Regions from separate parts of the Sus scrofa genome. Here regions 1 and 3 are each linked to region 2. Evidence: chromatin contacts called from public HiChIP or PLAC-seq and promoter capture Hi-C data. All regions are on one chromosome and are shown on one strand. The core of a region is the stretch at or near the end of the contact, and the rest is flanking DNA. Distances in the headings are between cores, read along the strand shown. Region 1 has its middle 69 kb from the start of NOD1. Region 2 holds the start of GGCT (gamma-glutamylcyclotransferase). Region 3 overlaps NOD1 (nucleotide binding oligomerization domain containing 1).

Region 1 (4,192 bases), core at 1,046-3,545, 120 kb after region 2:
ATCGCAGATGTGGCTTGGAGCTGGCATGGCTATGGCTGTGGTGTAGACTGGCAGCTATAGCTCCGATCGGACCACTAGCATGGGAATCTCCATATGCAGTGGGTGCAGTCCTAAAAAGACAAAAAGGCATAAATAAATAAATAAAAATAAAATTAGGGCTTTCTTTCTGTAAAATGACTCAACTTATTCTGTGCCCAGATAGAAAAGCTTATTCTTAAAAATAAAAATCCTGGAGTTTCCTTTGTGGCTCAGTGGTTAACGAATCCGAGTAGGGTCCAGGAAGATGCGGGTTTGATCCCTGGTCTCGCTCAGTGAGTTAAGGATCTGGCATTGCTGTGAGCTGAGGGGTAGGTAGCAGATGTGGCTCGGATCCTGCGTCTCTGTGGCTGTGACACAGGCTGGTAGCTAGAGCTCTGATTCGACCCCTAATCTGGGAACTTCCATATGCTGTAAATGTGGCTCTAAAAAGCAAAAAAAAAAAAAAAAAAAAAAAACTAAAAATAAATAAAGAATTGTGGAATCTATATATTTTGGCATAAACTTGAATTACTTTCACAGAAATTTCCTTTTTTTTGAAAAAAATTAAGTTTCTTATAATCATCACTACTTAATGCTGCTGTTTTTACCTTATCAACTTATAAACTTTTTTTTTTTTTTTTTTTTTTTTTTGTCCTTTTTACGGCCGCCCCCGCGGCATATGGAGGTTCCCAAGCGAGGGGTCGAATCGGAGCTGCAGCCCCCGGCCTACACCACAGCCACAGCAACAACGCCGGATCCTTAACCCCCTGAGCGAGGCGAGGGATGGAACCCGCAACCTCATGGTTCCTAGTCGGATTCGTTTCCACTGAGCCTCGACGGGCACTCCTCCAGTACTTTTTTTTTTTTTTTGTCTTTTTGCCATTTCTTGGGCCGCTCCCACGGCATATGGAGGGTCCCAGGCTAGGGGTCGAATCGGAGTTGTAGCCGCCAAGCCTACGCAGGGGCCACAGCAACGCCGGATCCGAGCCGCGTCTGCAACCTACACCACAGCTCACGGCAACGCCGGATCATTAACCCACTGAGCAAGGGCAGGGATCGAACCCACAACCTCATGGTTCCTAGTTGGATTCGTTAGCCACTGCGCCAAGATGGCAACTCCTAAACATTTTTTTTTTTTTTTTTTTTTGGTCTCTTTGCCATTTCTTGGGCCTCTCCCACGGCATATGGAGGTCCCCAGGCTAGGGGTTCAATCGGAGCTATAGTCGCCGGCCTACACCAGAGCCACAGCAATGCGGGATCTGAGCCGCGTCTGCAACCTACACCACAGCTCACGGCAACACTGGATCTTTAACCCACTGAGCAAGGCCAGGGATTGAACCCACAACCTCATGGTTCCCAGTTGGGTTCCTTAACCACTGAGCCACAATGGGAACTCCCTTACAAACATTTCTTGCAGGTAGATTCTTCTCACTATGTTTTGTGTTTCTATTTTGTTTCCTTGTCAGCTCTTCTTTATTTTTGCCCTTCCCAATTTGAGAATAAAACTTCCAATGTGCCTTTCTTTTTTTTTTTTTTGGTATCCTGCAATGGCTACAAGGTAATCTGTGATTTGCTTCTTCACCTTATAAAAGGAGGAAAAATAGAAACAAATGAACCTATTTGACATGTGAATTTTAACAAACTTAAAACTGTTTTGAGAGCTCTTTTTGAATTTTCAAAACTTAGGCTAAAAGAACAAAAACTAGAGATCCTGTCATGGCGCCACAGAAATGAACCCCACTAGGAACCATGAAGTTGCAGGTTTGATCCCTGGCCTCCATTGGTGGGTTAAGGATCCAGTGTTGCTGTGAGCTACAGTGTGGGTCACAGACGTGGCTTGGATCCTGCCCTGTATGGCTGTGGTGTGGGCTGACAGCTGCAGCTCCGATTCGACCCCTAGCCTGAGAACATCATATGTGGCAAGCACAGCCTTAAAATGCAAAAAAAAAAAAAAAAAAAAAGGAAAGAAAAAAAAAAAACCTGACAAAACGTAGGAGAAATTTGAAAAAGTGTTACCTACTATAGGAAAAACTACCTTTGAGTCTGACGAAACAGACCTTTCCAGGAGCTCTTGAGTGTCAGAAGTCCTCTGGGCAGATGATGTTCAGGTGAAGGCTGGAACCGAAAGCCCTCGTGCCGCAGAGGTGATGACAAGCAGAGTGAATTAGGCAAAATTAGTTTCCTGACAGCTTGGATTTTCTTCTTCCTTCTTTCCTGCTAATTTTGTTAGCGGACTCTGGTGCCCCCTAGCCAGTACCTAAGGCTGCACAGAATGTTTCCACAATCCTCACTGTTGTATTTTCACTTCCACCTTCTCTGTAAGAAAAGGCAAAACCCCTCATGGTGGTGTTTTATGGTTTGTTTTCTTTTCCCAGTCAGTTACTTCTCTAAATCTAATTGACTGCTAGATTATTTTCATTCCCAACCTGACCTCCCTGGTAAAAACTTAAAGTGACAGCTGTTACACAATTTATATACTTCAGGTGGCAGGTCTCTTAGCATATTTGAATTTTCCTCCCATTTATTAACCCCAACTCTTGGGTCTTAACAAAAATTGGAATCTGACCTCAAGCCAACAAAATTCGTTTGCTGAGATCATTCTAGTACAGACATCACAGGTTCATTAGGAGTGGGAACAGGGGCTATCCATGTGGCAATGGCCAGTCTGTTGTCTTCAGAGACTCTTCAGCCGGATTTGGAAGCATTCTTTGCCTTCACTCAGGGAATCTGCCAGCCTCAAGGGACAAGCAGTTGGTTCAAGTCTAATGTGATAAATGTTATTTATATTCCCAATACAGTCTAACCCCCATCGTTGTTTTCAACCAATGTATCAGTGTGTGAGATACTGCTACAGCAGAGCACAGAGGAAATTGTGCAGCACTCTATATCAACTCAGAAAATAAAAGAGGAAGGAACACTTTGCAACACTTCCATTACCCTGATACCAAAATCAAAGCTACTGCAGGAAAAGAAAACTATAGACTAATAACCCTCTTGGACATAGATGCAAAAAAGAAAAAAAAAAATCCTTAACTACTATGAGCAAATTGAATCCAGAAATATATGAAAGTTTGGTTCAACATTCAAAAAATCAGTGAAATCTACCATGTCAGCAAATAAAAGAGAAAAAAACCCTTACAATCATTTCAATAGACAGAGAAAAAGCATTTGACAAAATTCAATATCCATTCATGATAAACTGTCTTAGGAAAAAGGAACACAAGGAGCATTCTCGATTTTATAAAGGGCCATCTACACAAAAGTCTACAGTTAACAAACCTGAATAGTGAGACTGAAGGCTTTCCCTGTAAGTTCAAGAACAAGTGAGGTTCTCTGCCTTTGGCACTTCCACTTACCTCATCCTGGAGAGCCCAGGCAGCGTAATAAGAGGCAAGGAAGCGGGGGAGAGGGACTAGAGAAACAAAAATGCTTTGGGGAACAAAAGAATAAAGTGGGAGATCTCAAACTACCTCATTTCAAGACTTACTACAAAGCACAAAGCTACAGTAATCAAGACAATATAGCACTGGGGAAGGAAAGAAATAGAGGCAGAATAGACAATCCAGAAATGAACTCACACATATACGGATAACTGATTTTTTTTGGCCATGCCTGAGGCATGCAGAAGCTCCTGGGCCAGGGGTCCAACCCAAGCCACAGCAGTAACAACACCCAAGCCTTAACCTCTAGGCCACCAGGGAATTCCTGATTTTCGACACAATATAATCTGAGTAAGAACAGTCTTTTTAACAAGTGGTGCTAGAATAATTAGGCATTTGTATGCAAAAAAGATAAAACATGGAGTTTCCTGGTGGCTCAGTGGGTTAAAGATCCAGGGTTGTCACTGCTGTGGCTCAGGTTGCTGCTGTGGCATGGGTTCTTTCCCGGGCCCAGGAATTTCCACATGCCATAGGTGTAGCCAAAAAAAAAAAAAAAAAAAAAAAAAAAGACAAAAAAAGAGATTCAATTCATGCTTCATACCATATTTTAAAAAATTAGAACTTGATAATAGACTGAATATCACACCTAAATCTTCTAGAACATGAGTCAGCAAACTAAGGCTCATGAGCCAAATTTGTCAAATATGTGATATGGAAAAAGAGGAAAGCAGAGTAATGAAAATAGGAAATGTGAGGGAAGATCCAAGGGCTGATAAGTTATTCCTTTTTTGGAC
Region 2 (4,577 bases), core at 1,816-4,315:
ACAAGATTTTCGGTGTCTGAGGAAACATCAGTGCTTCAGAAAATGTTCACAAAATGGTGTTGAGAAAAATCAGTCACTGTAAAATAAACAATTAGTGAGAGGTATAGGAAAAGAAGTCAAATACCTTAAAATAATTAATTAATTAATAAATACATTTTAAATGTCTAAAAGCAGCGGAAAACACAGAAGGATGTTTTAAATGGTAGTGCTCTGAAGCAGAGACCTTGGGAATTCATAGTGCAATCAAACACTGCTTGCCAAGAAAAGCAACTTGCTTACTGAAATGACCAAATATGTATGTTAAGTTCTGCCTTAATGTTTAGGGGGCAGAAGAGGGTGTGAACCTTCTTATTTGCAGATTATATAACAACGCAATTATTGCTTGTTGAGTGTTCATTACGTCAAGCACTTTACATATATCACCTTTTTTCTTTTTTGACTTTTTAGCATGAAAATGTTCAAATATATAGAAAAAAGAGAATAAGCATCCATATAGTTTAACATTTAACACTTTCCATAGTTTGATTTATTGAATAATTAAAAAATGTAGATAGAAAACATTTTACTCCTAAATATGCCAATATGTGCATTTATTTTTCTACATAAGCACAATGCCATTATCATCCCTAAAAGAAAAACAATTGTCTAATATCATCTAATGCCCTAGTCTGTATTCAAATTTCTCCAATTGTCCACAAAAATCCCTTTTGTATCTGGTTTATTAAACCAGAACCAAGGACAAGCCATTGTATTGGCAGTTATGTTTCTTAGGTTTCTTTTAATCTAAAACAGCCCTCCCTCAATACTTTTCTTCTTCTTCTTTTTTTTTTTTATAACACTGAGTTAATTTGAGACTGAGCCATTTGTTTTACAGTCTGTCTCACCATTTGTTCTGGATTTTTCTGATGGTTTCCTTCTATCCTTGTAGTTCCTGCTCGATTATACTGAGGTTAAAGATTTTTGGAAACAATATTTCACAAATAATGCTGGTGCTTCATATTATATCACATCAGGAGACACACAATGTCAGGTTGGTCCAATTTTAGTGATGATAAAATCAACTGAGGTTAGGGTGGGAGGGGCCAGATTTCTCCATAGTCATTATGGTTTTTCCCCTGATTACTGGCAAGTAATCCCTGGGGTGGGAGTGAGGGTCATTTGGCTCTATCTGAATGTCTGGTTCCCTGGCACACTTTTACCAGTTGGTTTCATTGATGATCCCAGCATGAACCAATAATTTCATTAGGGACTGCAAAGTGGTGAATTTCTAATTCCATCATTCATTTTACATTATTTAGCTGGCATACTTCTGTAAAGAGAACTCTTTGCTCATCAACGGGGGACAGTTGGTTACCCTGAAATACACCTGCAACTAGAAAAACAGAATAAATGTTTTCTTAAATTACCACTTTTCAGAGGAAAGAGTTGGTGTAATAGTTATACCAGTACTATGAAGGAGGTTTTTTTTTTTTTTGAGCTGCTGTTTTTTTTTAGATTTGGTTTACTCTTCGGGAGAAATGACCTTTATATGTTTGACATTGTTAACCAATTGCAATTCTTATTTTTGATGCTTAAAATTGTTCTAACTTTGGCCAGGGGGCATTGTTCCAAGCTGGCTTCCATCTCCTAAAGGACCTCATTTTTGTTGTTGTTGTTTGTATATTTAGGGCCGCACTTGGGGCATATGGAGGAGCAATCGGAGCTGTAGCTGCCAGCCTTCCCCAGAGCCACAGCAATGCCAGATCCGAGCCGCGTCTGTGACCTACACCACAGCTCACGGCAATGCCAGATACTCAACCCACTGAGCAAGGCCAGGAATGGAACCCACAACCTCATGGTTCCTAGTTGGATTCGTTTCCGCTGTGCCACGACGGGACCTCCATGACCTCATTTTTTAATACCTCCTGACTTTCCTTTACAAGATGTTCCAAGTGTTTCTATTATTTCCCAGCTCTTGACCTGGCATCAGCCATTTCTCCAAGGGCCCTGGGTACCTTTTAGTGGGAAGTAGTATTTAGAGATCAAAGTCTGGGTGCCAAGGATAGTTAATGCTTCTAGGCCCTGAGTTCATATTAATATTTCCATCTCAAAGTTAACAATACAGGCTTTTAATGTCATTGTTATTAATTTCTATATTTTTACACTGGAGCTTTTGCACCTAGTAACATTAACAAAAGTACTCAAAAATATTTATAACAGCCCATATACGATCCCATATGAGACATGGGATCATACTTTATGTTATATAACTTGTGATTATAACATGATCTTTCTTTTAAAAGGAGGAAATGGGGGAGTTCCTATCGTGGCGCAGTGGTTAACGAATCCGACTAGGACCCATGAGCTTGTGGGTTCCATCCCTGGACTTGCTCAGTGGGTTAACCATCCAGCGTTGCCGTGAGCTGTGGTGTAGGTTGCAGAACACCTAGCCTGGGAACTCCATATGCCGCGGGAGGGGCCCTAGAAAAGGCAAAAAAAAAAAAAAAAAAAAAAAAAAAAAAAAATTAAATAAATAATAATAATAATAATGATAAAATAAAATAAAAGGAGGAACCGGGGACTTGAGATGTGTCTGAGGTTACATGTCCAACAAACAGCAGCTCCAGGATTTGAAGCTGGCATGCTGGTTCCATCAAAGAAGGGAGCCCCTGACACTCAGAGGAGATTTTCCAGGAAGCCTGAGGTCCTCAGAAAAAGTATCAGGGAGAGGATAAGGCCTGGGGGTGCAAGAACCAGCGTCTGCGGTGAACACGCCGGTCCTGACTCCTCCAAACCTGGAGGGCGGGATAGAAGCAAACTGCAGAGTGAAGGACCTGCGTTTGCCAGAGCCGGCGTTTAGTTTCACATCTGTCGAAAACCACACTAGGACAGCCGAACACTGAGAAAACCTGGCTGGGACCCGCGCGCCACGCCCCCGCAAACGGAGCTCACAGGACCTGACCCGCCCCCGCGTAGTGCCCGCCCACTTGCCAATCAGAGAGGGAGCCTTGAGCACGGGGGCGGGACAACAGGGGAGGGTATCGGGTGAAGAATCAGCTCCGGCTAGTCTCAGCGCAGAACCTTACAGAATCCCCTCGAGAGCGTAGAGGAGGCGGGCTAGCCAATCAGAGGGATCGGCTCACAGCGTTGCGTATTGGAAGCCAATCAGAAGGGTGCTCTCAGGCGACTTGCCCGACCCCCGCTTCCCGCCTTTCCCTTAACCTCTGGCTGCGGCGAGCCGGCGCGGTCCTTGGACTGGGGTCATCGGCCACCGAGCTGTGCTCGTAGTTCTCTCCACACATTCCCGCTGCCGACCCAGGTCCGTGCAGGCGTCTGGTGGGACATGGCAAACTCCGGCGGCGAGGACCGCGGAGGCCAGGAAGAGGAGAGTTTTCTCTACTTCGCCTATGGCAGCAATCTGCTGATGGAGCGGATTCACCTCCGAAACCCCTCCGCCGAGTTCTATTGTGTGGCCCGTTTGCAGGTCAGTCAGTGCTTCCTGCCCAGCCCCTGCAACGTCCTGTGCCCCTCTGCAGTCGAGGGAGCCAAAATTTGAGCAGATGCTCTCTCAAGGCCTCCTAGGAATGCAGGCCTAGGCCAGGAATGCTGCTCTTCTTGCTAAGAGCACCTTGCTCCCTGCACAACCCAGGCCGGCCCCCCCTCGCCTTCGGCCCTATGGCCCTATGCTTGACCCTGCTGAGCTCTGCTACTCTGCACCTGCGCCTCCTAGCCTGCCCTGAGCTCCTGCTCCTGTTATTCCCACTAGTTGCTAGTTCTCCCCAGATCCCGCCTCCTCTCTCTTGGCCACTGACCTGGCATCATCACCAAATCCATTTGGTTGGTCCTTCTAAGAAGCCTTCTCTGACTCAGGTCAGGGAATCTCTTGTTTTCTGTTCTTTACCTGCCTTTGCTCCAGGACTTGTCACCTGGTTTTGTAAAAATCCACTTGCCTGCTCCCGGTCTGAGAAGTTCTGAAAGCTGGAGCAGCGTCTTATTCGTAGTAAGGGCTGTGCTCAGTTAAGTCACGTGGTTGGGTGAGCCTTGGTAAGAATCAGTGCTATCAGCACAGTCCATCCATTCACTTAGTGTTTATTCTCCCAGCACTTACCTGGAGATAGGAAGGTGATTAAGTAAAGTTGGCTGCTTTCAGGACCTTCCAGTCTATAGGAGAGACATGCAAACAAATTGCCTACAAAGCCTTTTGACATTGTCGAGTGGGATAAATATGGCCTCTGCTATGGTTGTCAGGGTTCTTAGCTGGAAGGAACAGAGTGGCTGATTTAAGCAGAAAAAGCATATGTTGTAAGGCCGTTGTACAGCTCACAGAATGACCAGGAAGATAGGATCACAAAGCTGACAAAATAGGCAGGCATAAAGCGAGCCTGTAATAGAGCCAGTATCACAGACAGAACCAGCCCAGAAGGCCACTGTTGTGTGGCCGCTGACCTTGGTAGCCATGGACACTGCGTCTTCCATCACTTGCTTGGGACCCTGTCTGCCACTGTCACTACACCTCACAGTTCCTGAAACCACCAGAGTGAAGTTACTGCTGTCCAGGTCGCCAGCTTCACACTCAAAGCCCTAGGTGGGCGTCCTGA
Region 3 (4,494 bases), core at 1,391-3,890, 87 kb after region 2:
TTGGAAAACAGAGGTTAACTGAATGCAGAATGCTGTGCTCACTTCTGGGTTCTAGTTTTGCTCCTTTTTTTGCAAAAATGTCCACGTTGCATTGCGGTCGTGCTTACCAGAAGGTCGTCACCTCTGCTACTGAGCCCAGGGCGCCAGCCTTTGGGAGGTGTGGCGGGGATCCCTGGGCCATGGCAGCAGCACTGCCACCTAGTCCTGGGTGCTCAGGTGACAGGAGCTCCCTTCCTCTGGGCAGAGGCTGTGAGAATGGCTTCGTATACATCCTCCTACTGGAACCTCACATCCCGGGGATAGGGGGTGCTCTCGTAGTTATTCCCATTTTACAGATCCGGCAACTGAAGCACAGATAGCTGATTTCTTCAAGGACCTATAGCTGAGAAGCGAAGAACGGGTTATGCATGTGAGGGGAACTTTTAATCACTATGAGATACTGCATTTCTGTAATCCCATCAGTCACCATAACATGACCCTTTATCCTGCTGGTAGGACTGCCTTCTTGGATCAGAGGCTAGAATTTCTAAGGGTCAAGTTCAGCAGCAGCTTTAATTCTACACATAGCAGGGGCTGAGGAGTGAGCCTGTGATGAAGCTTAGACACATCGATGCCTTGTGCTGCAGGTGTTTCCTGGGTGAGTTGGAAGCATAGCTTCCCAGGAGAGCGTTTCAGGAGTTGCCCCAACTTCCCAGCTCTATCTGCAACCTTTGCTTCCTTGGGATGACTGCTTCCCAGCAGAATGGGGTGCTTTTCACTGGGACCCACGAGTAGCAGCCGACCTGTTTCTCCTCCCTCCCTCTCGAATGGTGGAGAGGACATGGGACCATCTTGGAAACCTGTGTTTCCCCCAAAGAAGAGAATGGCCAGCTCTTTAAATACTATTTAACTTTAAACATTGCCTTGCCCCCCACCCCCCCCAAAAAAGGAGTTCCCATTGTGGCTCAGCTGTAATGCACCCGATTAGTATTCGTGAGGACTCTGGTTTGATCCCTGGCCCCACTCACTGGGTTAAGGATCTGGTGTTGCCGTGAGCTGTGGTGTAGGTCACAGATGTGACTCCAATCTGGTGTTGCTGTGGCTGTGGTGTAGGCCAGCAGCTGTAGCTCTGATCTGAGCCCCTAGCCTGGGAACTTGGAGCTTCCATTTGCCGCAGGTGTGGCCCTAAAAAAGCAAAAACAAAACAAACTGCCTTTCTTTAGCCACCTGGAAGTGGACATCAGACTGCCTGTTCCCCAGATGAACCGAGTTTTTGTTCAGACTGGTGGTCTCCAAACCATTTCGATTGGGTCCGCGATGAAAAACATCAAGCACACACACGTGTGTGTGTGTTCATGTATTAAACTACCTGCATGTGAATGTATAGATACCTTATACTCAGTCCCAAATAGACAGGAAAATTAATCATTGTAACGTATGACCTTGATTCTCATGGGCCTGATCTAGATAAGCCTGGCCAGATTAAAGGTCGCACGGACTCGGTTCTTCCTCTGCCCCGTCTGTCCTGTAGCCCATCACACCCTTCCGACCTCGGAGCGAAGCAGGAGGATTTAATCCAGTATTATTTTCATACAAGAGATATGTTCTTCTTTCAGGCTTATCCAGAACCAGATCACAGCCAGAGGGACTGCCCGGCTGGCGAATGCCTTACAGAACAACACTGGCATAATGGAGATTTGGTAAGACCGACGCACTGCTTGTTGCAATAATTCTATTAACGACGACGGGTGACTCAGCACCACGGGCTGTATGCCACACACACTGGGGGGCAGTCTCGCTTTACTTCTCATCTTCTCAACCCTCTGTGAAGGAGGTAGTATCATCTCTGTTTCGCAGATGTGGAAACTGAGGCCCAGACCAAGGTCACACCGAAGAGGAGAGGCTGGAATTCAGCCCACACTCTGCCTCCATAGTGGGGGCTCCCCTCCCCAGCCCTGCATCCTGCCTGCAGTCCTGGGCTGCTTGGGGGCAAATGGACCGGGAGAGGGCATCCCCCTGAAAGTGAATCTCTCTGAGATCCAAACATGCCTGTTGGCCGTGTTGGCCCAGAGTTTGAAGCTCCTTCTTTGCTTCTCTGGGCTTCCAGGCTGGATTTGGGCAGAGGGTGGTCTTTTCTGACTTCCGGTTTCTGCTCTGAGGACTCGCTTTTGCTGGCAGAGGAAAGCAGGCCATCGGCCTGACTGCAGAGTCGAGCCTCAGTCCATTTCTTGCACCTCCCACAGGACACATACGGCCCCGAGGTGGGACTGGGCTCGTCGTATAAGCGGTGGCCGGACAGCCCATCAGCAACAGTTAAGTGCTAGGGAAACAGCAGTTAACTGGACAGAAAGGGCCCTGATTGCTTCTGAGTACTGGTATAACTGAGCTGAGAACAGGGGGCTCCATGTCCCTGAACCTAGACCCTCAAGCACTCTGGTATTTGCTGTCTAACCTGGGCCTGGCCTGAGACAGCCCAGCACAGGGTGAGGCTCAGACCTGCGTGGAGAACCTGCCAGGGATGGGGCTGGGTTCCCCTTGGGGACAGAGACCACAGGAGTTCCTGCTTCCACCGTGGTCCCTGAGGTCTCCAGAACAGCCTCACGGTGAGCCAAACCTTTAGCTCAGGGAGTAGTTACTCGTTAACGCCAGTACTTAAATTCTTTACGACTGGGGAGAATTTCACAGCCAAAACAAATAAATCAAGGTCCAGCTAGCTCCCTGACCTCAGCTCCTAGAGCAGTGGTTTTTAAGCTTGAGTTCCCATTGTGGCTCAGGGGTAATGAAGCTGACTAGCGTCCATGAGGATGTGGCTTCAATCCCTGGCCTCACTCAGTGGGTCAGAGGATCTGGCATTGCCGTGAGCTGTGGTGTAGGTCTCAGATGAGGCTCGGATCTGGTGTTGCTGTGGCTGTGGCATAGGTCAGCCCCCTCAGCTCCTCGGAGTCAGCCCCTAGCCTGGGAACTTTCATTTGCCGTGGGTGTGGCCCTAAAAAACAAACAAAAACCTTTGCTTTGGAACTTGTTAGTGAAGCATCAGATCAGTTTGGTGGGTTGCAACCAGCACTATTTAAAAAATGAAATGGGGCAGATGAATGCTCTATGCATAGTATGATATTATTTCATAATCTTGTTTCAGATGTGGGTATGTGCATATGCACAGAGGCTGCTTCACAATGTAAAATGCTGTTCTTATTTGGGGTCACAGTCAAACACTGTCCCAGAGAGGAGAGCCCAGCTCCAGCCAGCTCAGTGGAGGGGCTGGAGTGGGTGCACCTGCAAAGCTGAGCCTGCTTCTCAGCCTGGAAGGCCCTGGAGAGCCAACGGGGTTTTAGTTTGCATTCATCTCCAGCCACCCTCAGCCTGCGATCCCTCCCCTGGAACCGCCCTGTTTCCTGATGCCTCTGTCTTTCACGGGCAGCAGGCAGAGGGGGAGAAGAGGGAGACAGGCCAGGCTGCAGAACAGCTTTGGACCCCAGCTGACTTTGTTCTCAGCGGCTGGTTAGAATGGTTGTGAGGATAGGCAGCTGCTTGAATTCTGTCCAGCTTGAAAATGGGCCTTGCTCCCTCCCCGCCTCCAAGGCCCACTGTTCCCACGCAAGGAACTGTTCTTGGAGGACCAGATGTCTAGCTTCAAGGCAGGCTGTGCAGAGGCTGAAGGAGGTGCAGGTGTGTCAGGAGGAGTCAGAGAAGAGGGCAAGACCGAGGGCTCGGGGCCTGGCCCAGGAGCATCTCCACTTCAGTCCCTGGCTCGTCGCAGGTATGTGACTCCATGGGACCAGGGCTGGGGATGAGGGAGCATCTCTGTCTGGAGCCACCACTGGCACAGATGACCTTGAACCATCTCCCCGGACTCATCATCGGTCCTGCCATTTTCCTGCCTCATCCCTGTCCAAAAAGAACTTGAAGTTAGAAGACCCGCAGTGAGTTCTGCCTTCAAAGACAGAAATGGAAGCGTTCAATGACCTGACATTGCAATTGATAGCATTTACTACACTCCATGGTAATGGCTGTCTGGGAGCTCCTTGACGGTCGGGCCTGTGTCATGGTCACTGCTGAGTCCCCATGACTCGGCACTGAGCTTCAGTGCTTCATTTGTGAGACAACAAAGTGCTTGGGTGCCAGGCGGTGTGTTGGCACCAAGAATCCAGTGGGAACAGCGTGGACCTGTTCTCACAGGTTTATCATCTAGTGAGGGAGATAAACAGTCAAGGAAAACATTATTCAAGTAGTTATTTAATTCCAGTCATGACGCGTGCTGGAAAGGGGGACGCTTTTTCATCTAGGTTGCCCATCTCCACTTCACTTGGTTGTTCTGGGGATTTGTCTTGTTCTTTCGCCTGGAGCATGTGTGTCTGCCGTTGCATTGGGTCTGGCGTTCTGTGTTTGCGGTCTCCTTTCTGCAGGCTGCAGGGGTGTGGCCCCCTTGCTTCTGGTGTCTGCCCCCTGGTGGATGAAGTGGATCCCGGGGCTCCTGTAGGCTTCATGGTGGGAGGGATGGTGCTGGCCCACTGGTGG

Evidence for each region. Promoter capture Hi-C pulls out the DNA fragments that hold promoters and counts their contacts. HiChIP or PLAC-seq counts read pairs in DNA pulled down with a chosen protein or histone mark.
Region 1: a contact with region 2 is called in an H3K27ac HiChIP or PLAC-seq map of alveolar macrophages. The contact joins the enhancer-like site here to the promoter of GGCT in region 2. A contact is called at or near these places in 1 of 5 promoter capture datasets (fetal liver), 13 of 47 Hi-C or Micro-C datasets (alveolar macrophages, brain, embryonic fibroblasts and 9 more) and 2 of 2 datasets of contacts at active chromatin or transcription factors (alveolar macrophages and skeletal muscle).
Region 3: a contact with region 2 is called in a promoter capture Hi-C map of liver, with 6 times the contacts expected there. The contact joins the enhancer-like site here to the promoter of GGCT in region 2. A contact is called at or near these places in 2 of 5 promoter capture datasets (fetal skeletal muscle and liver), 10 of 47 Hi-C or Micro-C datasets (embryonic fibroblasts, fibroblasts, heart right ventricle and 5 more) and 2 of 2 datasets of contacts at active chromatin or transcription factors (alveolar macrophages and skeletal muscle).

Annotation. Positions count from the first base shown.
Region 1 is chr18:42,531,421-42,535,612 of Sscrofa11.1, forward strand. No RefSeq gene overlaps it. Among named protein-coding and RNA genes, the nearest start is that of NOD1, 69 kb to the left of the region's middle. Within about 2 kb of position 2,296, at least 3 of the 83 cell types and tissues checked have an H3K27ac peak or open chromatin away from gene starts, as enhancers often do. A contact at or near this core is called in alveolar macrophages, where this site is marked.
Region 2 is chr18:42,407,669-42,412,245 of Sscrofa11.1, forward strand. GGCT (gamma-glutamylcyclotransferase) reads left to right here and starts at 3,066. Exons shown (of 3, transcript XM_003361377.3): 1 at 3,066-3,463. The coding sequence starts at 3,323.
Region 3 is chr18:42,494,696-42,499,189 of Sscrofa11.1, forward strand. It overlaps NOD1 (nucleotide binding oligomerization domain containing 1), which reads left to right. Exons shown (of 14, transcript NM_001114277.1): 13 at 1,596-1,679. Among named protein-coding and RNA genes, the nearest start is that of NOD1, 32 kb to the left of the region's middle. Within about 2 kb of position 2,641, at least 9 of the 83 cell types and tissues checked have an H3K27ac peak or open chromatin away from gene starts, as enhancers often do. A contact at or near this core is called in alveolar macrophages and liver, where this site is marked.